Regions from separate parts of the Oryctolagus cuniculus genome. Here region 1 is linked to region 2. A link is a contact called in public Hi-C data. All regions are on one chromosome and are shown on one strand. The core of a region is the stretch at or near the end of the contact, and the rest is flanking DNA. Distances in the headings are between cores, read along the strand shown.

The links. A called contact is a pair of places that touch in the nucleus more often than the background predicts.
Region 1: a contact with region 2 is called in a Hi-C map of embryonic fibroblasts, with 3 times the contacts expected there. The contact joins two enhancer-like sites. A contact is called at or near these places in 5 of 6 Hi-C or Micro-C datasets (ear pinna, embryonic fibroblasts, psoas muscle and 2 more).

The regions. Positions count from the first base shown.
Region 1 is chr4:18,044,114-18,047,104 of mOryCun1.1, forward strand. No RefSeq gene overlaps it. Among named protein-coding and RNA genes, the nearest start is that of ADAMTS5, 800 kb to the right of the region's middle. Within about 2 kb of position 1,343, at least 1 of the 8 cell types and tissues checked has an H3K27ac peak or open chromatin away from gene starts, as enhancers often do.
Region 2 is chr4:17,436,259-17,439,139 of mOryCun1.1, forward strand. No RefSeq gene overlaps it. Among named protein-coding and RNA genes, the nearest start is that of N6AMT1, 660 kb to the left of the region's middle. Within about 2 kb of position 1,368, at least 2 of the 8 cell types and tissues checked have an H3K27ac peak or open chromatin away from gene starts, as enhancers often do.

The sequences.
Region 1 (2,991 bases), core at 93-2,592, 610 kb after region 2:
GTTGCTGCATTCATATAGTTAAGATGATCTGTTATGAGTAGGCTCTGTGGCACAGTGGCACAGTGGGTTAACCTACCACTTGGGACCCTTGTATACCATATAGTGGCTCTGGTTCCAGTCCCAGATATTCTGTTTCGTATCCAGCTTCCTGCTATTTTATCCAGAAAAAAAAAAAATGATGGTTCAATACCTGTTTCCCTGTTATCCACGTGGGAAGCCTGGATGGAATACCAAACTCCCAGTTTCAGCCTGACCTGGCACCAGCTTTTACTGTCATTGTCAGAGTGAACTGGATGGAAGATCTCTTTTTAACACCCCTCATCATTATGTATTTCAAACAAACAAATATTTGGAAGAAAAGTTGTACTGTTAAATCAAGAAGCCTCTATCATCCTGCTCTTTCTCAAAATTGGAATAAACACACGGTGGAACCTGGTTTTACTTTCCCTTAAAAACTTGGTGTGCAGAGTTGAGATTTATCCGAGCAGTTAAGCCTGAATTCCATATTTAAGTAAGCAGGTTCCATTCCTGGCCCTGACTCCAGATTTCAGCTTCCTACTAATGCAGATCATGGGAGGCAGCTGTGATGGCTCCAGTGATTTCCTTCCTTGCTATTGGCTTTGAATTACCCCAGTCCAAGAAATTGTAGGCATTGGAGTAGTGACCTAGCCAATGGGCAAGTACTCTCTCTTTCCCTCTCTCTTAAATTACTAAAAAGCAAATAAATAGATATATTTTAAAAACTTATTGCTGCCAATATCCCTGTCACCAAATATTCTTTTACATCATAGTGTGCAAAAAATACATAGTATATATTTGATATTTGAAATTATATTATTTTCAATGGTTTAATTGGTTCTTAAAACTTAATCTTGGCCGGTGCCACAGCTCACTTAGCTAATCCTCTGCCTGCGACACCAGCACCCTGGGGTTCTAGTCCTGGTTGGGGCACCGGTTATGTTCCAGTTGCTCCTTTTCCAGTCCAGCTCTCTGCTGTGGCCCAGGAGTGCAGTGGAGGATGGCCCAAGTCCTTGGGCCCTGCACCCGCAGGGGAGACCAGGAGGAAGCACCTGGCTCCTGGCTTAGCGGCCTTTTGTGGGGTGAACCAATGGAAAAAGGAAAACCTTTCTCTCTGTCTCTGTCTCTCTCTCACTGTCTAACTCTGCCTGTCAAAAAAAAAAATTAATCTTTTGGTTCCTAAATGAATAGGCCATAGTGCATATAAAGGTATCATTTTTCACATTCAGAACATTTTTTGTACACTGAGAACAGCATAGTTTACCTTTAAAGTAGGTATTAGTCTTAGGTAATAATCCTTCACTAATTTACAGCCTCTTGAAAAAAGGTGAGTCAGTATTCAGAGATCATGTTTCACAGTCAGTTTTAGTATTAATCATCTAATTCTCTTCTGTGCAGCATTACATCAAATTGTATAAATAACCGCTTACCAAAAGAAGTCATTTGAAATGTGTTTTTTTTTTAGTGTGACTAATCATATGATAAATTTACCTTATATGCATTGTCTAAGTGATCCTTCTTTCATGCCACTTAACACTTTTTTTAATTTAAAAGCAAGATTTATTTAAGTCAGAGACCTCCAGCAGGAGTGGCCTGGAGAAGGTGTTGGGGTTGGATGCTGTGGCATAGTAGGTTAAGCTACTTAACACTTTAATTGGCTATTTTTCCCAAGTTTCCCATGAGTCAATGCTAACTAAAAGCACAATGCTTAGAATAATTCCTACACAGAAGTAGAGCTGTTGAGGACTCCTCACATTTTGGAAACTGCAGTACAGCTTCCACAGTGGTATTTGTGCCCATAGGGATAGTGAAAAAAATTACAATATTTATCAATGGTTACAGTTAGTATAAGCTTGGGCTTATATTTAAAGCATCTTAAACCACAGATCACTCTTCTCTAAACTGGAGTTCACCAGAACTACTTTTGCAAGGCTGCCATGAGTATCAGAAGTGTTTGTTCACAAAGAACCTGTGTTGTCTGACCGCGCCATGAACAGACTCTGAATGTGGAGTAGGTCCTTATGTTGTGGAACATGCAACTGTTCCAAAGTCTCATGTTCATTAACAAAAGAGAAGCCAGGTCCTTACACTTGATGTAAATCCTCTCCTGCCTGTGAAGGGCAACAGTAAACCCAGACACTGGGTCTAAGAACATATTTCACTTCTAGATTGTCAACCAATGCTTAATTGTTCAAGAGAGGCGTCACTAATGGATGTTAAGACCTAACATCTCAGACCTTTCTTTTTCCATTTACAGGGTTCATCAAGGGGTCTCAGATCCTCACCCTTGCTGTTCAGAATGTTAAATGGGACAGTCACATTGGAAGTTTGGCAGTTATGCAAAAAGACCCCATGGAGTTGCCCTCTGGCCAAGCAACTCTATCCTGGGTAAATGTGTAAGGTTAATAAAAATATACATCCAAGCTAGTATCTGTACATGAATTTCCAAAGCACCATGTTTCATAATAGCATGAAAGTTCTACTTAGGCTGGCGCCACGGCTCACTAGGCTAATCCTCCGCCTAGCGGCACCGGCACACCGGGTTCTAGTCCCGGTTGGGGCGCCAGATTCTGTCCCTGTTGCCCCTCTTCCAGGCCAGCTCTCTGCTGTGGCCAGGGAGTGCAGTGGAGGATGGCCCAGGTACTTGGGCCCTGCACCCCATGGGAGACCAGGAAAAGCACCTGGCTCCTGGCTCCTGCCACCAGGTCAGCGCGGTGCGCCGGCCGCGCCGGCCATTGGATGGTGAACCAACAGCAAAAGGAAGACCTTTCTCTCTGTCTCTCTATCACTGTCCACTCTGCCTGTCAAAAAAAATTAAATAAATAAATAAATAAAAAGAAAGAAAGTTCTACTTAGGAAACAACATGTAGCTATCACTGGAGGTTGAAAGTATGTTATATCCATATGGGCTAATACTTGGAAATAACATATAAATGAACTTCTGATACATGCTACAAAATGGATGAATCTTGA
Region 2 (2,881 bases), core at 118-2,617:
TGCCTTATAAGGGCTCTTTTCAAACTTTTTAGTGCCTCCAGCTAGATACTGTTTAGATATGCTCTAACAAGCTAATTCCAGTTTATTTTGGTCCGTGATTTGGAAGTCCATGCATAGATTTCTTATAATACATATTTTCATGAACTTTTTGCAGACCATTCATACACTGACACATAATTATATACATGGATAAAAATGATAATAAATACAAGATGCATTCTCATAAATGACAATGAGAAAAGTTCAACCTTATGAAAGACTTTAAAATACAGTCATACATAAGGTTAAAAGTTGTTGCTCTACTTTTCATGTGTAGTTGCCTTAAAATAGTAAGTTAAAAGAGAAGAATTTTTAAAAAAATAAATATAGGGTTAGAGAATGAAAGTTTTCTTTGGTACTTCTAAAAGAAATTTATATTGGCTTTTGAAGCTACCACAATATATTGAGATAAATATTGAAAGAGCCAAACAACTCATCCCAGCTTTAAAAGGTGAAGATAATTTAAATGAAATACATGTGAGTTTCAGTAAATAAGCTTTTTAAAAATAGAGTGGTTAGAAAATACCCACATGGATTCAACCAGTTTGGAATAAGCATGAGACAAAGCTAAGCCATAACTACAAGTTTTCCTAACTTTGAACATTCAAAGAAAAGTACAATTTTGCCATTCATGTCTGTAGTTATCTTTTTCAGTGAAGCAGATATTTCATAGGGCAGTCTCGTTTTGCCCATCAATTTTATTGACTTCAGCATAAGAATGAAAGCTAAGGTTTCTACCAAAAATTAAAACTTTGTAGGGGAGAAACATTGCAAAGAACATTGGAATTGATGTTTTTTAAATTGCAATACAGACTGAAAACATTCACAGAGTGGGGTCAAAGGTTATTTTAATCCCTCGTGGGTGCTTTGGATGAGCAAGGAGCTTGTCAGGACATAACTGAGTTGTCTAGATTTGATTCTGGCACATGATAGCATTGACAGCATAAAAGAGGGCCCTTGGGATGTCACACATTGTGGTGTTCATCAGTGTAAACTGCTCAGTCTCCTGAGAAGATTAATGCAAAAATCTTCAAGAAAGGAGACTGAAAGAGTTCTTGATAATTTCATTTTTTTTTTTTTTTTGGCAAGGCTAGTATTCTGTGCACTGATATCAGGGAGATACTTGTATTCAAGGGGGATTGTTTCTTCTGCAGCAATAACAGTCCCTGGGAGCTATGTCAGCAAAAAGATGTAGCAGGTCAGCATGAGAGGTCACTGTGAGCCCAGAACAGAGTTTCAAGTCAAAGTCCAGCCAATGCCAGGGGAGAAGAGTAGATGCTGCAGCTGCAAGATTGGGTAATCAGGAAGAGAAATGTAGAGCCCAACCCCCAGTGAAGGGAAAGAACATCATGGATTGCCAAAGAGTCCATCATGCTCTTAGTTTGCCGTGGCCAGAGAAGCCAGGGGCACAGAATACTGGCAAGAAGCTTGCCTTCTTTTTTTTTTTTTTCTTTTCAGTCCTGTTTTTCTGATTTGTAAGCAAATTTGCGGGAGGATGTAACAAAATAAAGTTTCCACTGTCCAGAATGAAAAGTTTTCATGCCTGAGGATTTTTGTTATGTGATTACTGATTTTTCCACGTTAGTACTTTGTTTTAATTGGTCAAGAAGTATGAAATGGAAGGAAACAGGGCTCTCCAACCTTCTATCAGTTCCTGCAGTTCTTCCTCTGGGATAGGCATATCAGATGGGCAGACCCAGAACAATGTAGTATCCCAACAACAGCTCTGCCAATGTGGGGAGCTGCCTGCTCTTGGGCCAGCTATTCCAAAACAGTGGTACAGGAGGCTGACTTCAGAGATGTTTGCTAAACTGAAGAATCTCAGTGGAAAACTCACATATTTTATTTGAAATAGGGCTGTTATTATCTTAAATGCCTTGAGAAATCCTATGTTGTACAGGAAGCCAACAATATCAAAAACTAAAACAAGGGTGCATTGATCCAGATGATGAGTGCTGCTTTTCAGTTGGAGGTTTTGCATTAAACTCACCTGTCTCTACCATCTTCCCACCTCCCTTCCAATTAGGTAAAACATATGAAGGGATTTTTTTTTTGTTAATACTATGATTTTATTTGTATACTAATTGTTTCTGCTTGTTTGCTGGCCAGAATGCTATATTCAGAGACCAACTTCTCCTGGAAGAGAAGTTTGCAATCTTACAGAAGTAGCATTTACTGATGTCTCCCCCCACAAAGCCACCACATCTGTGTCCTTGTCTATTCAAAATCATTTCCAAGCCCAGACCTCAAAATCCCCTCTCAATCAAAGCAGTACTTCAAATTCCCACTTAAATAGAAATTATGTGCCATTGGAAATATTCCCATAATGTGTAGGATAGTCTTTATATCTGAGATATTTTGTAGCCACAGTAGTTAAATCAGAAATTTAACAGTCCATCTCTCCACTGAGCTCCAGGACACACTTAGTACTCAGAAGGGCTTCCAGCTCTGTCCACTCATCCTTCATGCAGTTGCCAAGTTGATGATACTCAATAGTTCTTGCTACAGTGACAGGGTAACACTGGAACTTTTTGGTTTTCTTTCTGATGTCTGTGATTAATCTTCCATATCAAGACTTTTTTGAAAGTTTAAGATGTAAAGTCCCTTTTACATACTTACATATATTTGTGAAATCAACACATAATTTGGCCAGGTAACCAGAAATATCTATGCTGAAAACTTCTCCTGATTTTGTGTGATATGTTACAGCACATTAAAATGTTTATTTAGTCTTTTAAGAATTTTTCAAGGTGAAATATCTAAACTTGAGAAACTAGTTTCAAAATTTGGCTTATGTTGGGCAAATACTCAGAAACTGAGACAACTTTCAGTCTCCAATATT